Linked DNA regions of Ovis aries: region 1 is linked to region 2. A link is a contact called in public Hi-C data. All regions are on one chromosome and are shown on one strand. Each heading gives the region's core, a stretch centred on a gene start, on an enhancer-like site or on the middle of the called end of the contact. The rest is flanking DNA. Distances are from core to core; before and after follow the strand shown.

Region 1 (4,909 bases), core at 760-3,259, 110 kb after region 2:
CTAGTTACTGTGCCTCCCTCACTAATTACCCCAAACTTTAGTGGCTGAAAACAATGTCAGACTTTATTTCACTCATAGACCTGCAGTTGGGTCAGAGTTCTGCAGGGGTAGCTTGTCCCTGTTCCATTCAGCATCTGCTGGGTCAGCTTAAGGGCTGGGGGCTGGAATGATCTGTGGCTCTCTTACTCACATGTTTCATGGATGATGCTGGAGGTCAATGAGACCTTGGATAGGACTAACACGATAGTACCTACTTGTGGCCTCTCCTTGTGGCCTAGACTTCCCCACTACATATATGGGGGCTGGGTTTCAAGGACAAGGACAATGTTCTGTTACTATGTAAGAAAGACATGCCAGCCAGTACTCTGTCACTGATGCTCAGACCATCAGAGCTAGAGCACACAGAGGGAAAGGACCATTTGGAAACTGGGCACAGCAAACCTAAAAATCCAGAATTTATACATTAGTTAAATACAGGGAAAATGTGTCTTCTCTACAGGAGGCATGCTATATCAGATACAGTGGGTTTATTGGATACATAACTCAATTTAGACAAGGTTTTTGAAATACTTTAACTTTTCAACAGTCAATTTTATCTTGCTTTCACAGTCTCATTGACATTATTCTACTTATAATAAATTTGATTATTGTTTTATAGGTATAGACTATCTGTTTTCTGGAGGCCATAATAAAACCTAGAGGGAGATTATGGGATCTGAGATCTTTACCTCCATGACTTACAGAAATTAGGTGCATTTTAACCAGTTCCACCATACCGCTGGTTTGGGAAGTGATGTCATATTAGTAAGAACTAACATTTATTGAGCACTTAGTATATTCCAGGCACTGTTGTAAGTAAACCCTTGGTATAAATAGCTCATTTATTTCTCCTGGTAGAACTATGAAGTCATTTTATCATTTTCATTTTAAAAGTGAGAAAACAGTAACCCTAGTAGTTAAGTAAAAGTACAAGTCACTCAGTCATGTCTGACTCTTTGTGACCCCATGGGCTATACAGTCCATGGAATTCTCCAGGCCAGAATACTGGAGTGGGTAGCCTTTCCCTTCTCCAGGGGACCTTCCCAACCCAGTGATCGAACCCAGGTCTCCCACACTGCAGGCGGATTCTTTACCAGCTGAGTCACAAGAGAAGCCCATTAAGTAGCTCGTCCCAAATTATACAGATGTTAGGAGCTGCAGCTGAGTTAAAACATAGGCAGTTTGACTGTAGAGTCTATGCTCCTGATGTGGTGAAGCTAGGAATTTGGAAAGAACCTAGGTCTTTGACTTCCATTTTTTTCCTGAGAAGTCACATGACGCTGCATCTGTGAAGGCTTGTGTACGTGACCTAAACAAATATTTTTCAGATCATCTAAAAGTTCATTTGTAAATGTCACTCTTAGATGCTGATGAGAGATTTTTAAAAAAATCTTTAAAACACCATCTTTTCTCTCCAAAGACTTTGCAATTTTATAAAGGTAGTATTAAGATAAGAACACGCTAGAATATAAGCCAAACATTGGAGAAATAAATGAGAACTTATTGAGTGGGAAATTTCAGAGAAAGGTGAGATGATGGCGCTTTGGAAACAGTAGACATCACTTCTCTGTGATGTGAAACAGAGAGGGGTTTGGGCAGCAAGGAATGGATCTGAGTAACAAATGACTGGCACAGATGGAATTATAATGTTGTTTCCAAAGCACCAATAATTATAATTATTATGCTGAAGTCAAATTGAATTTTGAATAGGCCTTGACAGGTACCTAAGGGATAGAATAGGGGTGGGAAAACACTAATCACGTATGTAGGGAAAGCTGCATGTTGTCAGTCTGGATATGAATAAGGAGAAAGTAGGGCTGTGACTGGAAGGGTGATTAAAGCTGGATGGCTGAGACTCTATTCTGAAGAGCAGGCTGAGGAAGTTGAACTTTTTCCTGAGACAATGGGGAGTAATTGACAGTGTCTGAATAGTGTACTAGAGAGGAAGGAATTTGTGTGACCTGATATGCACTCTTGAGACACGCTGAGTCACTTAGTTGCTATTTAACCTGTGTAAGCTGCTCTCTAAGCCTCACTGGACTCAGTTATAAAATGGGGATAAAAATATTGACCTCCTAGGGTTTTATAGGGAAAAAATGAACTATGATATGTCAAAACCCCAATGCTTGACATAAGCACTGTTTAAATGATGATTTCTGATGTACTTTTATATCGCATATTGTTTTGATGGTGACGATGATTATGGCTGGTTTCATGATAACAATTATCAGGACAAATTAAAGAGGAGACACGTCTGGATGGAGTATCAGTCTTTACTAAGGAAAAAAAAAAACCATATTGGATATTTTAACAGAGGGAATTTAATAGATGGATTGGTAATGGTTTAAGGGCTAAGAAGCCTAAACTGACAGTGAGCCAACCCAGAGATTAGTAATGGTAGGAAGGTGCTACTACTCCTAGAGCTGAAAGGATCAAGGGAGAAAATAGTGTGACCTGAGCCCAGAGAGTGAGGCTGCTCAGTGAGAGATAGAACTGTGATGAAGACTGCCAGTGAGAGCTGGGACTCTGGAAGGGAGGGGACTACTGCTAGAAATGCCACCCGAGGCAACGCTAGGGATGGAGAAGCTCCCTGACTTTTCTACTGCTCCTGCCCACTGTTCACCAAAGCCGCTCACTGACAACTTGCCTGGAAGCCAGTTGTCAGAGGCAGCTGGGAACTAGAAGTCCCCTGTGATGTAAAACAGAGATGGGGCTGGACAGCAGGGAATGGATCTGAGAGGCAACAAATGACTGGCACATGTGGTATTATAATTGGCTATATCTATGCTGAGACAATGGGGAGTAATTAACAGTGTCCAGTATGGTCGCCACGAGCCACATGTAACTGTTTACATGAAATGAGATTTAAAGTTCCCGTTCTTAGGTGCACTAGCTGTATTTCAGGTGCTCAATAGTCACATGGGGCTTGTGGCTACCATATTGGACAGTGCTGATATAGAATATCTCCATCATTGCAGAGGGCTCTATTGGGCAGTGCTGGTATATAAGCTGTCATTAGGATGTATTAGGGTAGTGCAAATAGAAAGGTAAATTTAGATTTGAGAGGCAGTGAAGGAATAAATTGAACAGACCTCATAAAATAATGGAATGATGAAGACCGGGGTGGGGGGTTGCAAAGAGAAGACAGGTACTGACATTCATCTCTGTGGCAAAGCTTCTAGTAGTAGTTTTAGAAGTAACAGGAAAACCAGGAGAAGGATCTGCTTTGGAAGGAGAGATGCTAAACTTGTTGCTATCCAGAAAGCTATGTATGTGAAGCTATCTAGGCGTCATATTGGGATCTTGTTAGAGACTGGACTAGTAATGTAAATTTGAAAGCTGCTCTCAGTGAAGTGGTGGTTGAAGTTTTGGGAAGAGAGCCATCCACTAAATTGAGTTGTTTAAGGGTATAGGTGCAGAGTACCTGTGACCCAAGCCTTGGCAAATCAGGAAATGGTGATTCCATCTAAAATTGTCAGTCATGGAGCCCAACTGCAAAGAATGGTTAGCAAAAGCTGAAACAGTAGTGATGGGTTAGGAGAACAGGGCAATTGGAGATCTCAATGGAAACAAAATGTTGATCTAGTAGGTGGGAGGTAGTGTCAAGGATAAATGGAAAGCAGGTGAGCAGATGCTGCCATTAGGAAACATTCTGAGTTAGGGATCTGTTTGGAGATGCTACCCAAGGTGGGGTGCAGATGAGGTTTGAGGTGAGGGAGACATGGAATGGAGGAGCCTCTCATTTGCAAAAGAAGAGATTTAAAGACTTACATCCTTTTTGAAGTTGAAATTACTGTGGATTGTTTCATTTAATAAATATTTTTGAGCTTTTGCTGTGTGACCAGCCCTGCAGTAGGCACTGGGCATATGTATGACAGTTCTAGCCCTGCCTCTTAAAGGGATGCATAGTCTAAACTAGAGTAAGAGTCTCTTTGGGGTGGGGGTGGGGTGGATCTTGTTTAAAACACTGGTGCTGGGTCCACCCCTAGAGGGTCTGAGAGATCCAGGGTTTGGAGACAGGGGAAATAGAGGGTGGACTGTGAGGCAGCAGAACAGAGAGAGCAGAGGTGATTCTGGTCCTGCGGAGAAGATTGTCACAAACTCAGGTCTAGGCCACAACACCTTCCAAGAAAGAGGTAGGACAGAGACAGAAGGCAGGTTGTTGACCCACACTGAGGCAGGAAGAAAGCCAGAGAGGCAGGCTTTTGTTTCTGGAGGAGTTTGCAGAGGTTGGTGGTTGTTTTTCAGTTGCTCAGTCATGTCCATGGGGTCGACTCTTTGCAGCCCCATGGACTGCAGCATGCCAGGTTCCTCTATCCTCCACTATCTCCTGGAGTCTGCTCAAATTCATGTCCACTGAGTCAGTGATTCCGTCCAACTATCTCATCCTCTGCTGCCCTCTTCTTTTGCCTTCAATCTTTCCCAGCATCAGGGTCTTTTCCAATGAGTCAGCTGTTCACATCAGGTGGCCAAAGTACTAGAGTTTCAGCTTCAGCGTCAGTCCTTCCAGTGAATATTCAGGATTGATTTCCTTTAGAATAGACTAGTTTGATTTCCTTGCAGTCCAAAGGACTCTCAAGTGAAGTGAAGTGAAGTGAAAGTGCTCAGTCATGTCTGACTCCTTGCAACCCCATGGACTGTAGCCCACCAGGCTCCTCCAACCATGGGATTCTCCAGGCAGGAATACTGGAGTGGGTTGCCATTTCCTTCTCCAGGGGATCTTCCCAACCCAGGGATCGAACCCGGGTCTCCTACATTGGAGGCAGACGCTTTAACTTCTGAGCCACCAGGGATCTCCTTGCAGTCCAAGGGACTCTCAAGAGTCTTCTCCATCCAGCCCTAAAATTCTGTGAGTAATTTTTCTATCCAT
Region 2 (4,851 bases), core at 1,554-4,053:
TAGGTGCTTAGCAATGACTTGTAAGTATTATTGATAATGGAACTAGGTTTGAATTCTATTATAGTTTAAAGTCCTTAAAGTCCTTTGGTAACTTATGTGACTTTGTTATTGGTAATAGAGTTCAGGAAAAACAAATGTTACTTTGTGATTATAAACCTTAAAAGACTTAAAAAGCATTTTCACTGAAAGAAAAAAAAATATGCTTTAGTTTGAATACCAATTTTGATAGCAGATACTTCAGAGATATGGTGGATTTACTCCTAATGCTTGTTTTCCACGGATTCAGCTATGTCATTTGGGTCAACGGGCTCTCCCAACTCCTAGTCACTCCGTGCGGTGGCATCTGCCTAAAGTGGTATTTCGTATCAGTGTGCTGGATCATTTTCTCAATTATTCACTTCATGTTTCTTCACGGAGACTAGGTCACCTTCTGACTGTATTTTACTAACCCTTTTCCTCTGCTTGCGGTCTTCACTCTTTTTTGTAATTTCTCCTCCCTCCCGTTCTTTCTGGTCAGCTGGCTTGTGCTGAGCACTAATTATATGCCGGCCACGGTTTTGGTTCTTTCACATTCAGAACTCCTGTTTGCTCCTCACAATGATTTGCTGAAATGTTGCCATGTCAACCTCATTTGAGATGAGGAAACTGAGGCACGTATTGTAAGTGGCAGGGCCTGGACTGGGCCTGGTAAGGCGGCTTGGTGTGCAGTTAAGAGTAGATCTGGCGCCAGGCTGTCTGGGCTTGAATCAGGGCTTCACTGCTCACCAGCTGTGCGGCACCCTTCTCTGTCCCCTGGTTTTTTTCCTAGGAATGGTAATAGCCTATCTCACAGGGTTGGAATAGGGAATGAATTAGTCAATTATTTGTAATGCACTTAAAACAGTGCCTGGCACAATTCAAGCACCATATAAGTGTTCTAAAAGTAAATAAACTGAAGCCTGTCTGACTCCAAAGCCAGTAATAGTGGAATTTCAGGGCTGCTTTTTTGTTTCATCCCCCTATTACAACAGCAGAATTGGACAAAGACAAAACTTGGACTCTGAACAGGGAAGACACTTAGCTGCTGAGACACCCGTGGACTTCTTGCTCTGTCCACTGTGGTCTGACACCTGCTTCTCACCTGTCTCTCTCATGCTGTTTTTTCCCACCTGATTCTTTCCTTAACACACTCCAGTCACACTGGTCTTCTGTGGGCCTATGACCTCCACCAAACTTATTTCCATCTGAAGGCCTCTGCACCTATCTGAAATGGCTTCTCCAGTTTTTTGTATGGCTAACATCTTTCTCATTCATGTCACCTCATCATGTCAACTCGACAGAAAAACCTTCCTTTGTCATCAGTCGCGTTCTCAGTCGCGTTCTCATGCAAAAAAAAAAAATTTGAACAGGCATGCTCAAATAAAGGTGGCTGAGAAGAGTTTATTGAGACCATTTGGGACTTTCCTGGTGGTCCAGTGGCTAAGAGTTTGTGCTCCAAATGCAAGGGGCCAGGGTTCCTTCCCTGGTCAGGGAACTAGATCCCACATACCGCAACTAAAGAGCTCACGAAAAAGACGGAAGATCTTGCCTGCTGGAACTAAGACCTCCATGTAGCTAAATAAGTAAAAGAGACGATTATCAGGGAGTGGGCAGGCCAGACACCAGAATGAGATGGAGAAGTGGGGTGCAACAAGAGGAGACAGGGGACCGTCAGAGAACTCAACGAGGGGCCCCAGCCTTGCAACCTTCCTCAGAGTGGAGCAGAGCAGCCAATCCCCTAGCCTTCTGCAGTAAGAGGTACCTAAAACATCCCCACGGCCCTCTCCTCCAGCCTGCTGACCTCCTGCCCTCCCTTCCATTATCAGAGCCTGGACCCACAGGTCAGCCTTCCAGGTGAAGGTGGAGAGGCAATCTGAAGTTAGCAATATCCTCTTCCCAGGTCATAGTTTATCTTCTCCTCTTTTATCTGTTTAGCATGTATTACTCTCCACCATTATCTTCTTTTTTATCCCATTTCCTCTAGAACGTAATTATTTTGAGCGCCAAGACTTCCCAGTTCTTTCTCTCCCCACCTCTCCCCCTCTTCCCTTGTCTTTTTTCATCTTTGTGGTCCCAACACATAGTAGGTGCAAAATAAAAATGAGTTAAATCAATCAACACAGGTAGCTTGCCTGGAGAGACAAAGGTTAAAAAGGGTCGTTTATCTTCTTTATCTTACAGAAAGATCAGGCGACTGAACATCCCTGGCACCGGGTCAGAGGGCTGCCCCTCTTTCCCCCCACTTCCGTAGCTAAGGTTGGCGCGGGGTGCGGCAGGTGAGGGCGGCCCCTGCCCGGCTGCGGCAGCGGGGGCTCCCCCGGGGACGCGTGCGCCGCGCTGCCCGCGCGTCTGCCAGGTGGCCGCCCGACTTGCTGGGCCCTCCGCAGCCGGCGGGGCGCGGGGACGTGCGGGGAGGCTGGCCGAATCCCTCTCCCGGTCGCGTTGCGGGCAGGGGAGGGATACACTCAGCGCTCACTCTCGGTTATTTTTAGTCGGTGGCTGACACCCCAGCCCGGGAGGGGGTGGTGCGGAGTCCGCAGAGAAGGTGGGGGTGGGGTGGGGTGGAGAGGGAGCTCGCGGCGCCTGGGCGCTCGCTCCCGCGGGGACACACGGCGCGGCCGAGCCGGGCGGCGCGGGGAACAGCTGCGGCGGCGTGGTCGGCGGCAGCGCGGCGCTCCTCCGGGACCTGCGCCGCGCGGGGGCGGGGCGGGCCGGGGAGGAGAGCGGGCGGGCGGGAAGGGGCGGGGAGCGCGCTCCTGCGGCGGCGGCGGCGGCGGCCGTCCTCATCCCGGCGGCCCGGCGCTCGAGTGGACGCGGGGCTTCGCAAATGGCTTGTCCCGTTCTCGGTCTGGAAGCTCTCCAGCCCCTGCAGCCCGAGCCGCCCCCCGAGCCTGCCTTCTCCGAGGCGCAGAAGTGGATCGAGGTAGGTACCCCGCGGCGGGCGGGCGGGCGGCCTGGCAGGGGCAGCCCGGAGCCGCCGACCCACACACACCAGGACGACAGGTCTGGTCTCGCCTCCCCCACCCCCCGCTTTCTTTTGCCGGCTGCTCCGGATCAGCCGGCAGGGCCTGGAGCGAGCTGCGACCCCCGGACGCTTTGGCGCGAGGGTGGGCGCGTAGGGAGGACACTGCGGTCTAGCTGTGCGTGTCGAGGGCGGGAAGCGGTACCCTGCCCTTCCATCCTTTCTGCCCGCCAGTCGCGCAAATCTCAGCTCTTGCCGCTTCCAGGCGCTGCCCGGGGAAGCGCAGTGCGAGCAGAAGCGCCGCAGAGGCGCATCAAGCGGGAGCCCCCGGAGTCCTTGTGGACGTCGCATTTCGGGAGTCCTGCTCCCCGTCCTACATCCGCCCCGAGCCCCCATCCCCGTTCTTCCGGAGCGGAGTTGTTAATGTCTCACGGAATCGCACACCCACCGGAGCCTCTGGTTGTATTCCTGGCACCGGGTCAGGTGTGAGGCTGGCACAGCACAGTGGGCCCGGGAGCCTGCAAGACCCACCTGCGAATGCACCATCTGCATAGACGTTGCCCATCTACTGGCAGTCCCCTCTCCATCCCAGAGGTGCCGGTTCCTGCCCCCGTTGGCATATTTCACTTCTTAAATGGCTCGGTGGCAGGCCAGGGAAATCACTGGAGCTCTCGGCTGGCTCAGTCCAGGAAGCGCTCGCTGGGCGATCCTGATTCTCGATGTCTATCTGTGGACGCAGCGTGGTGGCCCCGCGCTCCCGAAATGCCGTGTCTGCGGGGCTTAGGACGCTTGGAGGGCGCGAGGGGGTAAAGGTGACCCCCTATGATCCATGCAGTGAGCCTGTTTCAGCAGGCAGCCTTTCTTGAAGCTTAGTGGGAGGCTAATTTGACCCTGTTTTCCTCAGGGACGGGCAGCTCACCCTCCCTGGTAGTTCAAAGAAAGAAATGTACCGCTAAGTCATGATCCGGTAATGGTGAAGCCTGTTATTACTCAGACGGTCACTTAGAGACACCCCCCTGTGGCACCGCACGTCTCGATGCCGTTGTACAGATTGAAATCTGCTGAACTGCCTGGGGAAACCACTTAATGCTGCTCTAATGCTCCAGCCAGAGGCCTGCACCTTACCAGGTTAACCTGCTTCGAGGAAGCAAGAGTGTTGGGCAGAGTGTGATGCTGCTGCTGCTAAGTCGCTTCAGTCAGCGTTTAGAAAGATCTTTTTAAAAATAGGGTTAAAACAAACAAACAAAAACAGAAGAATAAACCCAAAGCTCTGTTGCTATAAGCCCCAATCATGTCTCTCATAATTTGATGGCTCATGACGAGATCATGAGCCATCAAATATCACTTTTGTCTGTGATATGTGGCTGGCATGGCTTGGCCTGTGACAGGTGCTTCCTCTGTGCTTCATACTTGGGTTCATAGGACATCCAGGAAGCATTTGTAGTCACTGGCTTGGTTGAGAGTTGGAGAATTGTGTTTTTCTTGTTCTTGAACTTTAAAATTCTCAGGAGAGATTTTTGATGTGGATGGTGATAAAGGGAGGGATAGGAGCAGAACACTTTACAATTCTTGAAGGCAAGTGGTTTATTCCCAATTTCCTTCATTGTAACACGGACATGCTGTACTTGAAAAAAAAAAGTATTTTGGTATAGTTACACACAGGAGAGTGTATACTTCTTAAGTGCACACCTCCGTGAATTTTGACCTAGGTATATAGTAGTACTATGTTGTTTAATTGCTCAGTCATGTCCATCTCTTTGCAACCCTCTAGCCCGCCAGGCTCCTCTGTCCATGGGATTTCCCAGGCAGGAATACTGGAGTGGGTTGTCATTTCCTTCTCCAGAGAATCTTCCTGACCCAGGGATCGAACC

What was found. Hi-C and Micro-C count contacts between places; a contact is called where the count stands out from the background.
Region 1: a contact with region 2 is called in a Hi-C map of tail adipose tissue, with 2.3 times the contacts expected there. The contact joins the enhancer-like site here to the promoter of LIMCH1 in region 2. A contact is called at or near these places in 2 of 16 Hi-C or Micro-C datasets (mixed tissues and tail adipose tissue).

The regions. Positions count from the first base shown.
Region 1 is chr6:61,039,547-61,044,455 of ARS-UI_Ramb_v3.0, forward strand. All of the region lies in intron 1 of LIMCH1 (LIM and calponin homology domains 1), which reads left to right. Among named protein-coding and RNA genes, the nearest start is that of LIMCH1, 110 kb to the left of the region's middle. Within about 2 kb of position 2,010, at least 4 of the 54 cell types and tissues checked have an H3K27ac peak or open chromatin away from gene starts, as enhancers often do.
Region 2 is chr6:60,932,908-60,937,758 of ARS-UI_Ramb_v3.0, forward strand. LIMCH1 (LIM and calponin homology domains 1) reads left to right here and starts at 2,804. Exons shown (of 27, transcript XM_060417028.1): 1 at 2,804-2,941. The coding sequence starts at 2,846. It overlaps LOC132659945 (a long non-coding RNA gene), which reads right to left and starts at 3,717. Exons shown (of 2, transcript XR_009601030.1): 1 at 3,512-3,717.